Regions from separate parts of the Mus musculus genome. Here region 2 is linked to region 1. The links are chromatin contacts, called in public HiChIP or PLAC-seq maps. All regions are on one chromosome and are shown on one strand. Each heading gives the region's core, a stretch centred on a gene start, on an enhancer-like site or on the middle of the called end of the contact. The rest is flanking DNA. Distances are from core to core; before and after follow the strand shown.

The links. HiChIP or PLAC-seq counts read pairs in DNA pulled down with a chosen protein or histone mark.
Region 2: a FOXA1 HiChIP or PLAC-seq map of pancreatic cancer cells shows a contact between it and region 1. The contact joins the promoter of Rgp1 here to the enhancer-like site in region 1. A contact is called at or near these places in 6 of 39 promoter capture datasets (the C10 cell line, cranial neural crest, embryonic stem cells and 2 more), 5 of 484 Hi-C or Micro-C datasets (the HL-1 cell line, embryonic stem cells, rod photoreceptor and 1 more), 4 of 115 datasets of contacts at active chromatin or transcription factors (bone marrow-derived dendritic cells, bone marrow-derived macrophages, embryonic stem cells and 1 more) and 4 of 9 other capture datasets (adipose tissue, liver, macrophages and 1 more).

What each region holds. Positions count from the first base shown.
Region 1 is chr4:43,383,972-43,390,268 of GRCm38.p6, reverse strand. It overlaps a transcript of Rusc2 not described here. Among named protein-coding and RNA genes, the nearest start is that of Gm46850, 5.1 kb to the right of the region's middle. Within about 2 kb of position 3,103, at least 10 of the 459 cell types and tissues checked have an H3K27ac peak or open chromatin away from gene starts, as enhancers often do. A contact at or near this core is called in pancreatic cancer cells and rod photoreceptor, where this site is marked.
Region 2 is chr4:43,575,462-43,581,758 of GRCm38.p6, reverse strand. Rgp1 (RAB6A GEF compex partner 1) reads right to left here and starts at 3,024. Exons shown (of 9, transcript NM_172866.3): 1 at 2,756-3,024; 2 at 2,250-2,384; 3 at 1,736-1,872; 4 at 1,380-1,463; 5 at 1,133-1,282; 6 at 749-895; 7 at 444-571; 8 at 83-272. The coding sequence starts at 2,365. Gba2 (glucosidase beta 2) reads left to right here and starts at 2,895. Exons shown (of 17, transcript NM_172692.3): 1 at 2,895-3,743. The coding sequence starts at 3,412.

The sequences.
Region 1 (6,297 bases), core at 1,854-4,353:
CAATCCTAGCACTCGGGAGGCAGAGGCAGGATGTTCATGACTTTGAGACAAGCTTGGTTTACATAACAAATTCAGGCCAGCCAGGATTCCATAGTGAGGCCCTGTCAGAAACAAAACAGTGACAAATACAGAACAGCAGTGTCACTGGAGGGCAAGGAGGGCAGCAGGCAGTAGCTGGGGACTGCTGCTCATTAGAAACTGTTACGTGACTTCATAACTAAGCTTACTGTTTATTAAACTAAATCCACCGAAGCCAAATGGTCATGCGCACTGACCCATGATGCTATATAGCACCTTTAGCAGGTGGCACTGACCGGCTACTCAGGAGGTTTCTTTGTACCTCATTTTCTATTTGATGCTTACTCTCCCCTCCTGCTTCTTTGAGAGAGAATCTGGCCCTAGAGGCAGGACTGACCTCAAATGTCCTTTACAGTCCAGGCTGGTTTTGAACACATGACCCTCCAGTCTCAGCCTCCTAAATGCTGGTGACACATGCTATCCCCAGGCTTCCGTAAACTCTTGAATCCTTGACTGTCTGGTCTCATTTCCTGTTACCTCTCTGTTTTTGTCCCAGAATCTCAGTGAACTCCAGGTTAGCAAACATGAGGGATACTTTCAGCCACACCAGTGTTATCTCTTCTGAAATACCAGTCATTTTCCTGCCTCAGGACCTTCACAAACATTCCAGGAATTTTTGCATGGAAAGTATTTGTTAATGGGAATATTTAAAACATCCCTCAATAACTACAATTCAGGCTTGAACTTCAACCATTTAAACATTTAAAAGATTGTTATCTTGTGTTTTCCCTGCATGTATGTCTGTGCACCATGCACATGGGTGGTATTCACAGAGGCCAGAGGGAGCGTCAGAGTCTATGGAATTGGAGTAATAGATATTTGTGAACCACCGCGTGGGTGCTGGAAGTTGGTCCTGGGTCCGATGCGTGAGCAGCCAGTGCTTCTAACCACTGGGCCGTCTTTCTAGCCCCTCAATCATTTTTAATAAATTTAGAATTTCAAAAACTGTAAGAGTGTAAGTTTTTGAGAGCCCTTGGGTTCAGAGACTCCATTTCTACCATTATGGCCAGGCAGAACACACCTTTAATTCCAGCACTTGGGAGGAAGAGGCACACTGTCTGTGTAAATTCAAGACTAGCCTGATTTACATATGAGTTTCAAACCACCTATGGCTAAATAGTGAGACTGTGCCTCAAAAATTAAAAAAAAATTATTTTATGTGTATGAACAGTTTGCCTGCATGTATATCTGTACACTATGTAAGTATGCATTGCACCATGTATTTATGCATTGCACCATGTATATATGTATGCATGTGCACCATGTATATATGTATGCATGTACACCATTTATGTATGTATGTATGTATGCATGCATGTGTACCATGTATGAATGTATGCATTGCACCATGTATGTATGCATGCACTGCACCATGCATGAATGTATGCATGGTACCAAGTATGTATGCATGCACTGCACCATGCATGAATGTATGCATGGTACCAAGTATGTATGCATAGTACCAAGTATGTATGTTTGCATTGCACCATGTATGTATGAGCATGCATTGCACCATGTATGTATGAGCATGCATTGCACCATGTATGTATGAGCACCTCTCCATGGTACCAGGAGGCCAGAAGAGGGTGTCAGATCCCCTGGAGCTGGAGGTTACAGGTGGTTGTGAGATGGTGCTTAGGTACTGGGAACTGAACCCAGGTCTTCCATGAGAGCAGCCACCTCCCCACTCCACATAGCTTCTCTTAGATTTTTGTTTTAGCTGGGGTGGTGACACACGCCTTTAATCCAGTGCTTGGGAGGAAGGAGAGTTGGATCTCTGTAAATTCAGGGCCAGCCTGGTCTACATAGTGAGTTCCAGGTCAGTTAGGACTACATAGTGAGACCATGTGTCAAAACAAAACAATAACAGTAAAACCAAACAAGAAAACCCCTTACACTGATCAGGTGAGATCTAAAGGGTAAGGGGCTGAGATTACAACTGGAATAGCAGCACTTCCCAGGGTGGCCCATGAACCCACACCATCTGCCCTTCCTAGGGATTTTGTTTTTTAAATTATTTTAAGCCAGGCAGTGCCCCACCTATGGATCGTTAAAAAAAAGATTTGTTTGGGGCTGGAGAGATGGCTCAGTGGTTAAGAGCACTGACTGCTCTTCCAGAGGTCCTGAGTTCAAATCCCAGCAACCACATGATGGCTCACGACCATCTGTAATGGGATCTGATGCCCTCTTCTGGTGTGTCTGAAGAGAGCAATGGTGTACTCATATAAAATAAATATTAAAAAAAAATTGTTTTAAGCCGGGCAGTGATGGTTCATGCCTTTAATCCCAGCACTTGGGAGGCAGAGGAAGGTGGATCTCTGAGAGTTTGAGGCTAGCCTAGGCTACAGAGTGAATTCCAGGACAGCTGGGGGGTGCACAGAGAAACCTTGTCTAGAAAAACAAAACAAAACAAGTTTTATTTTTTATTTATATGGGTGTTTTTACGTCTATGCACCAAGTGCATGCAAGGCCAGCAGAGGCTGGACGAAAGCTTCAGATCCCGGGAACTAGAGCTCAAATGGCTGTTAACCACAACATGGGTGCTAGGAACCAAGTCCACATTCTCTGGAAGAGCAGCCAGCGCTCTTCCCTGCCGAGCCCTCTCTGCAGCTCCCTTTCCTAGGCACAGTTTTAGGTGTGTAAGCACCAGGCCTTATGCTGCACTCCCCAACAGCAATTTCAGGAGTGATGCAGGTGGAATTTTTTTTTCTCATTTTAAAATTTGAAAGCATATTTCTAGGTAAAACTAGAGGAAAACATCTCTAATCAAGAGCCCTCTAGTTCTTAGAATCTACATGCATACATATATTTAAATGGTATATGTTTTTATTCCAAACCTCAAAGTTGTCATACTGCAAACAAGAGAGTATGACTAGAAAAACATTTTTTAACTCTGGCCTAAATAAAACAAGTTGACAAATGAGTTTAGGCCTTAGAGTAAAAAGGAGAAACAGCCAGCTCTGTGCAGCTCACTGATTTCAGACCAAGAGCTTCCTAGGAATTAAGGACTGTATGTACACTGTGATGGTTTGTATCTGTTTACCCAGGGAGTGGCACTATTAGGAGGTGTGGCCTTGTTGTAATAGGTGTGTCACTGTGGGTGTGGTCTTAAGACCCTTAACCTAGCTTCCTGAAAGACAGACTTCCACTAGCAGCCTTCAGATGAAGATGTAGAATTCTCAGCTCTGCCTGCAACATGTCTTTCTGCCTGGATGCTGCCATGCTCCCACCTTGAAGATACTAGACTGACCCTCTGAACCTGTAAGCCAGCCCCAATTAAATGTTGTCCTTATAAGACGTTTCTTGGTCATGGTGTCTGTTCACAGCAGTGAAACCCTAAGACATACGCACTAAGTTTTTGGTAATGTTTCTCTCAAACCACTGCTGCACAGCTGTGGGGCTCACTCACAGGCTGTAGGCTCCCAACCCAACCATGCCTCTTCAGGCTAGTTGGGACCATTACTCAGTGGGAGAAACAGCTTCCCAGATCCTGGTACTTGCTGTACACCTAGCAATTTGGGGGGCTGAGGCAAGAAAATCTAGCCCATGCTACATAGTAGACTGTGGCTCAAAACTAATAGCAACAAACATTCTAGGACCCTTGGAACATACTCAGCCATCCTATGCATAAGACTCCAGCTGTAGCTTTTTGGTTTAGCTCTACATAGCAAGAGGGCAGAGGGTCAGACCAGTCATTGACAATTTCACACATTTACATGAGGTAAACCCATCACTCTCCCCCACACCCTCTCTCATTTCCATGGTTGAAAGCATGCACCATTCCTACAGGTGCCTGGTTCCTAGCACCAACATGTCAACGTATAACTTTTATAACTTCTTTTAGCTTCCAAGGGGCACCAGGCATACATGGGGCATACATATGTACATGTAGGCAAGACATTCATGCACATAAAATAAAAATAAATAAATCTTTAAATCATATATATAAAAGAAAACAAAAGGCCTTAGCTGTTGGGATATAAAGCCTTCTAAAATATATTACATATTTTTGTTCTGTTTAGACTACATAGGTTATAACGTGACTTTTCTTTGACAATTCTAGTTTTTTTGTTTTTGTTTTTTGTTGTTGTTGTTGTTGTTTGTTTGTTTTTCGAGACAGGGTTTCAGGCAACAATTCTGTTTTTTAAAGATTAAAAAAATTACATGACTAGCCAGGCATGGTGGTGCACGCCTTCAATCCCAGCACTTGGGAGGCAGAGGCAGGAGGATTTCTGAGTTCGAGGCCAGCCTGGTCTACAAAGTGAGTTCCAGGACAGCCAGGGCTATACAGAGTAACCCTGTCTCAAAAAAACAAACAAACAAAAAAAGACTGTAAGTGTGTCTGTGTGTATATGCACATGTATGTGCAGGTGTTCGCTGAGGACAAGAACAGAGCATCAGAACTCCTGCAGCTGGAGCGACAAGCGGTTGTAAGGTTTGATGGGTGTCTGATGGATGTTGGGAACTGAATTCTGGTCCTCCAACAGGGCACCAAGTCCTCTTAATAGCTGGGCCACTTCTCCAGCCCCACAATTCTCTACTGCTAGTTAATGGTCCAGTTTTTTTTTTTTTCTAGGTGTCAACTGAGGACTCAGATACCAAATCATCAAATCTACAAGGACTGGGTGTTAGGACTAACTACATTTTACTCTGCCAACTCTATTCACCAGTTATCAGGAGGCCTAGCCTGAGAAGTGAGGCCAATGAATAAATAAGTAGATGACATCCAAATTAAAGAATAAGTAAAATTATCTTTATCCCCATATGAAATGATCCCGCTATCAGAAAGCCTCCAAAATCCCACAAAAAGCAGTTAGAACAAATTCTGTAAGGTTGCAGGACACAAGATTAACAGGGAGGGAGAAATCAGCTGTGTTTCTACACACTAACCATGAAAACCCAAAATGGAAATTAAGAAAATGATTCCATATATAGTAACATCAAAAAGAAAAAAAATACTTAGGAATAAACTTAGTCAAAGAAATAAAAGGCCTGTACACTGAGTCCAAAGCCAGCCTGGGCTAAACAGACCTTGTCTAAAAGAAACAAGAAATTAACCATCAAGAAAGAAAAGCCAGCTCAGGGAATGGGAGCAAGGCACTTATCTGATTGGCAGGTTAATGTTAAATATGTAAAGAACTCATGCAACTCAGCCAACATTATGTTAGGTAAAAGAATCTAGTTTCAGAGGGATAAATATTATTCCGAGGGATAAATATTATTCCACTTATGTGTGGCGTCCACAGTAGTCAAACCCAGAGCCAGAAGTGGGACGCTGAGCCCAGGAGATGAGAGGTGGGGGAGTGGGGAGTGAGTCTCACTGGTGCAGAGTCAGTTTAGGAGATGAAAAAAAAAAGGAGGGTTAAAGAGAGGACTTAGTGATTAAGAGCACTGGCTGCTCTTCCATAGGACCTCCGTTCGATTCCCAGCACCCACAGGCTGGCTCACAATTATCTGTAACTCCAGTCCCAGGGGGCATGAGACACCCTCTTCTGGCCTACTAGGGCTCCCTGTGTGCATATATGTGCAGGCAAAACACCCATACACATAAAGATAAATAAACAAATAAAAATGTAAAAGGATGAAAGTTCTAAGAATGGATGAAGATGGCTGGCTGTACAACAATATAAAGTTTTACCATAATGAAAAAGAGAGTAATTTTGGTACAACAGAGAATATGCTATCAGTTACATTCTTGTTAGAATCCACCACCCACCATTCTACCCCGAAGCCAGCGTCTTAGAGCATAGTTAATACCTGGCCGTCCAAAAGGTGCTCCCCATGTAAGACGGACTCACTGGACAGAAGAACAATATTGCAAACCACTGTGGGCGTGGGTTCCTTCTGGGTAAGCTTAACACTGAGCACCCAGAGCATTTCCCAGATCCTGTCCTCAGCCTAGCACGGACTGCATGACCTCCTTGGTCAAGTGACTCTTTGTAGAATGCACAGTCATTGTGCATGAGTAAGAGAAAGACAGGAAGAAAAGGGTGAGTTGTTGTCCTAAATTTGCAAGAGAGCCCTGAGAGGAAAATAGAACACATAAGCCTCCCTATGAACTATGGTTGCCAGTTTTAGCAAGTAAAATTATAGGGCCCTGTTGTTTAACAGAAATTCAAATTTTACTGGGCAACAATCTTATCTGGCAATGCTCTGACATTTTGGGATTGAGGAGAAAAATCAATAATCTAGACTGTTCTGATCTGGGGTTACAAGTAG
Region 2 (6,297 bases), core at 1,775-4,274, 190 kb before region 1:
AGGGGTCACGGCCCACTCCACCCTACCCAAGACCAGCATTCCCTACCCCCACTCCCTTCTCCAGTAGTGCTCCGGTTCTCACCAATGGCAGTGCAGAAGCCAGGGGTAGAGCAAAGAGGGATGGGGAGAGAGAAGCTGGTTCTGGTTGTATGTAGGCAGGACTCCTGGTGCCGGGCATGAGTCACATGGGACACTGAAGGGGCAACTCCGGTCCCGCGGCGTCGCTGGTATTCGGGCTGTACCCGTTCTTCAGTCTGCAAGCTTACTGAAAACTGGGAGCAACAAGAGAAATGTACACTCGCGGGCATTTGGAGATGTGGACTGTAGGTTAGAGGCAGCCCTGATCCTCACTTTCCATTTCTACAAAGCACCCCTCTTGACAAAGGCCCCCTTGTCACCCTTGCCCATCGGGTGGAGCACAATGAAAGCTGCTCTTTCCTCACCTGCAGACAAGCTACGGTTCCTTCCCCTAAATTTAAGGTTCCCACCACGTCTTCGCCAAGTCTGTACACAGATTTGAAGATACCGAACGTCCCGACTTTCCCTCGGCCATCGCTGATATTGTACAGATCTGAGGAGAATGAGATACCAAAAGTCTACAGTTTATACTGGGGAATACGAAGGACTGAGTCCCAGAGGCCAAAAGGAGGCTTTTCTTTGTAATGGGGGCAAAATATTAGTGGACCCCTGAAGAGATGTGGTCAGCCTCTCAGACAGGAGTACAGGGCAATTCTGAAAGGATTCTTACGGAGGCTGCGGCAGGATGTGGCAGCCATGAGACGCTCCCCAGCTAGCTCAGCCAGCCATGAGTCCTTCTTCCCACTGTCATCCTCCTCTAAGAATGGACTGGATGGCGCCACAGCCTCATCCTGGGGGAAGTGGACATCTTGAAGACCTGGCATGAAAAAGCAGAGACAGTGCTGGGAGGAGTGAGATGTGAACAGACAACTAACTGGTTTTAGACTCCAACCTGAGAAGGCTGAAGGGGAGCTACATCTGAGCTCTACATCCTAGCTTCCTCTCCATCCCTCGTCCTCAGCATGGTCCCTAAAACCAGGAGTCTCCGAAGGTCCTCCCACATATGCTTAGTAAGCCTCTACCCCCACCGCATCCCTTCAGGAACCTAACTTACCAGTCAGCACGAGAACTCTCAGAGGAACCCGGAGTAAGGTGATGGGTGAGTTCACGCGCTGGCAGCCAATGGTCAATTTGTAGACATATTTGACTGACTGACCCCGAAAGGAAGGCGGGCCCTCCGTGGGCAGCACTTCACTGTAGGAATCTGGTTGGGAAACAGTAGACAGGGCAGCTAGAAGCAGCCAGAGTCCTCCCTCCAGGAGACTTAGAAAGCAATCTGGGGTTGGGAGACAATCACTCACATGATTTGGACTCTCCAGGGTCTAGCCTCAGGTCACAAAACAGAATTTTGGGTGGAGTAGAAAGGATACACTGGCCCCTCTCACCTATGAAAAGTCAAAAAGACTTCAATGGACTCCATTGTCCATTGCCAACCAGGGTCACACAGCAAGTGGAGGCAGGGGAAGCCGCCAATTCTTTCTGTTGTAATAAGGTAAGTCTTATAGTCCCAAATCAAGCTACCTTCCCTTCCACCACTGATGTGTTGGTGACCATGTCATACAAGAACAACTTAACTTTACCCTGGGGTGACAATAACTTCCCCTCCCTCCATGACAAACACACACTCTCTCTCTCTCTCTCTCTCTCTCTCTCTAACCTCGGTGTGGCAGAAAGACAGTCTGGCTGTCAGGCTGGACGTCCGGCTGACTAGAGTCAGGGGGTGGCAGTGCTACTCGACTCTCGCTGGCATGGAACTGGCAGTGGATCTGGGCACTGGCCCAGGCCAGAGCCTCACTGTGGAAAAGGGAAACGAAGGTATGGGAACCTAGTTCTTGACTTCACCAATACTTTCTCTAGAAAACTGTCTGACCAAGATCACCAAGGTTAGATGACTATCTTAGTGACCAGGGAATCCAGAACCCCTGAAATAAAACCATTACACAACAACATCAAGTACATTGAACTCAAAAAGGAGTGATACCGGGAGGAGGAGCAAAGGAGAGTAAGGGGTCCTGCCATCCACATATTTGTTTAAAAGCCCTTCATTACAATGAGCAAGAAGGTGGTGATTGATGCTAGTGTAGTTACTGAACAACCAAAGCTCTAATTAGAACGAGCGATACCAGGCTTCCTCCCGGAAGGGCCACCACCTCCAATACCAGCATCCCCACCTGGATGCAGAAGTGGCGGTCGGGGGAAGGGGATTAGTGACAGTCACCACACATTCCAGAGCCTCCCCCGCCAGAAACACAGGACCTCTGCTCAGCTCAGCTACCACTTCGATCATGGCAGCTCCGGAACCAAATCTAGAAGGAAACAGAGTGCCAGAAGTCAGTACGGGGAAATGAAGGAAGGAGTGTTTAAGACCTAGGCTTAAGTCTAGACCTGAGTCCGAGGGGGGCAAGAAGTGGGTTGTTTTTTTTTTTTTTTTCAAGTTTCAGTGAGGGTGGGAAGCACTGGGGTTTAAGGAGCTGGTGGGGTGGCGGAAACTGACTCCGAACTGCCTGCGGGAGGGCGTCGCTTTAGCTCCAGACCTCCTTGCGCCCAGGGTTAGGCCCCTTGCGCCGCCTCCCAGGCCTGCCTCTGTCCCCGCTTCCCTCGAGGCTCCACGTCCTAGCCCAGGACATCGCCGCGCGTCTCCAAACTCAGATTCTTACGCATGGAGGTCCTCACCTACCCGCCCCTGCGAGACCGGCTCGGAGCTCGGTGGCATCCGCGGAGTCTGTCGCGCGGCAGAGGCGGGACTTCCTTTGTCACATTTCAGGGTTGAGGCGCCCCTTCCGGTCCGACTTGCGGGGTGCTTCCGGCCGGAAAGGGATCCGGTGGTCCCGGGTCTGCGGGTCACCTTCCCAGCGGTGGCACCTGAGCGTGGGCGCGGGGGATCCTGGCTGCAGGGACCCGGTACCCAGCCCTGGAGCCGCTGGAGCCGCAGCCCGGGGCGGGGCCGAAGGTCGCCGGGAGCTCCTGGGCGGGTCCCAGAGGCGGTGCTTTGCGGGCAGGTACCGCGGCACCGCCCCCGTCCGTGGAGCTGGTCGGCCCTCGGCCGGGCGTGCTAATCACCGCGGCCCAATGACAACAAGGCCCAACCCTTCCCGCCTAGGATCTAGAGACGCGACCCAGGGAGAGGCCGTGGCGACTTTGTTGCTGTAGCCGCTGCTGCAGCAGCAGGAGCTCTCTGACTTTACCCAGATACCAACGTCCCACGGCTTTCCCCAGCATCGGGCCCTCCCGGACTGCACCTAACTGCAACTGGCATCAGCGTTTTGAAACGTCAGAAACCTGTCAGAGGGAACCGAGGCCACCGGGGTCGTGAGGACCCAGGATCCAGTGAACATGGTAACCTGCGTCCCGGCCTCAGAGCAGGTCGGCTGTGCCGAAAGAGATTCCCAAGTTTATTGTGAAGATACTGGCGGCACTGAGGCTGTGCGGGTTACAGACTGCGGGAGCCCCGAGGATAGTGGACCCCAGGATGAACCAAGCTACTGCAATTCAGAGGACTCTGGGCAGCTGATGGCCTCCTACGAGGGTAAAGCTAGGGGCTACCAGGTGCCTCCTTTTGGCTGGCGGATCTGCTTGGCTCACGAGTTTGCAGAGAAGAGGAGACCTTTTCAAGCTAACAACATCTCTCTCAGTAATTTGGTAAAGCACCTCGGTATGGGCTTGAGGTGAGTGGATTCCGTTGCCTAGAACGCCGTGGTTCCTATGATCCCATTCAGGCTCCCTGCCTAGGTTGGAAAGGTGGGCAAGCTGCTGGGCTCCTAGTTCTATTCCAGCCAGGTATACCATATCCCCTGCATTCTTTAGCCCTGCAGTTTTTGAGGGTGGAACTGAAGAACATTTTGTTTTTCCTTCATCCCTCTTTTCCTAGCATCTTGTCTTCTCGGAGCATTTAGTCCTGAAGTCAGTCTTTCCTATTTAACTGCTGGTCCCCCTTCCCCCCACCCCCACCCCCACCATGCACTTCCTCTTTCCCAGGCGTCCCTTTGAGATTAGCTATAATTTGTAACACGGTAGGAGAACGCCAGTCTCTGCTGTGCTTGATACAGTGTTTTATTTTTTGGAAGAGGAGGTTCTTTAGGCTGCATTACCCTGGCAGCTGACACCTTCTGTGTACCTTATTTAAGCGCATGCTTCTTCAGTCCCAGAATTCTTATGTCTCTATCCTCAAGCTCTGATTCCTGGAATAGTTGATCTTGGCTGTTGTCAACCCTAAAGAGAGGGTGAGAAGTTCACTCTGTTCTGTGACAGATGGCTTCCATACCAAAAATAAAAGCGAAGTTGGGATTGGGCAGAGTCCTAGAGTGCCACCTACTTGGGAGGCTGAGACAGGAGGATAATTTGAGCCTAAGAGTTCAGGGCATACTTGAACATCACAGTGAAAGCATCCTCCGGTAACAAGTGGGGAGAGCTAGGGATGAAGCCCGGAAGTAGAGAGCATGCCTTCTACCACGGAGATGCCTCCCCAGACCTCTTCAGATGACTTTAGCCAGCAGTGCTTTGCTGGTCTTCCAGCGTTTCCTCATATCCCAGAGGTTACAAACACTGCAGGGCAGGTTCTACAGAAGCTTCTGGATTCCCCACTGAGTTCAAGGACTAGTGATGAAGGAGCATTCCGATGAACAGGAACAGGCAGACAGACAGACAGAGAGCATCATTCTGAGTCACTTCACATATAAACACAGCACTGGGGAGGGAAGCATAAAAGTCACCAAACTCAGCCCCCAAAGCTTCTAAAGTAAGGGTCCCTTCTCTGCCGCGGTCGGTGCCGTGGAGCTGTGGTGGGGAGGCCACTTACCTAAGCCTAGCCCTAGGCAGTGAAGAGGGCCTGGCACTGCCTGGACATTTGGCTCCTGCGGGTGGCCCATCTCAGAGAGTCGTCCCTCCAAGTAAGTTAGGAAGCTAGTGGTCAAAGCAGACAAAAGTAACTTCAGGAAGAGTTTGTTTGAAGGTACGACCCGTCTGTCTGTCATGGCAGAGAAGTGATGGTGGCAGTCACACGGTATCGCAGCCAGGAGCAGAGAGCAATGAAGGCTAGAACTCGACCCTCTTTCTCCTTTCTATCATGACTCCAGGACCCCAACCCATGGAATGTAGTCACCCACAGTTAAGGCGCATCTTCCCATTTCCATTAACCTAAAGTATTCATTCCTCACAGGCACGTCCATAGGCTTCTCTCTTTGGTGGTTCTAGATCTGGCCAAGTTGTCAGTAGGAATTAACAATCATGGGCTGGAAAGATGGCTTAGTGGTTAAGAGCACTGACTGCTCTTCCAGAGGTCCTGAGTTCAAATCTCAGCAACCACATGGTGGCTCACAACCATCTGTAATGAGATCTGATGTCCTCTTCTGGTGTGTCTGGAGATAGCGACTATGTTACATTAAATAAATAGAACTTAAAAAGAGAGAGAGAGAGAACAATCATATTGTTCCAGCCAAATTCTAACCCCAAATCCTTTGTGTCAAAATGGGATCCACCGTACTGAGATAGGCACATGTGGTTAGGATAAGGTCAAGAACAGGTATGCATTCATCCTGGCCTCTTAGCCTGCTAAGTAGGAGCTGAGTTACAGAGGCTTCAAGCTCTTGCTCAGCCCCTTAGACCTTGTCCACACAGAGCTTTGGGAATGGGCTAAGGTCCTACACGGAGGAGAGAGCAGAGGGGGTGATTCAGAACGGTCGTTTTTAAGCTGGAATTGATACTATTGAAAAAAACTGAATATCTCAGGAATGACCAGCAACCAAACTAAAGGAGGGAACCCTTCAGAGTTCAACTGAGGGGTAGCCTCATAGGGGTGCTGGCAGGATAGTTATTAGACTTTCAACTTAGAGTTCAATTTTGATTGTTCTTCCTTTTGCCAGAGTCAGCTCACTTAATAAATGTTTACTACCAGAGCGGCCTTTGTTCTGCCCATTTTTGTATCTTGTAATTCGTCTCTGATCCTTGCTGGCTTCCCATTGCTGTCCTATTTCCTGTAAACTGGCAGAGGGCCTTCAGCCTTGCTCCCACCCCATCCTTAGTCTCCCATGCCTTTTGCCCCACCCCAGGACATGCCAGTCCTATTCTTTTTAGTGTATTTCCCTTCTCAACTCCGGATCCACTCTGTCTTCCATTGCTCTTTCTATGTCTACTGTTTGTACATCCATTCATATGTAAATTCACCATCAAGTATTATGGGATGCAGGCCCTGTACTTAGAGCTGTGGGGAACATCCACCTAGTC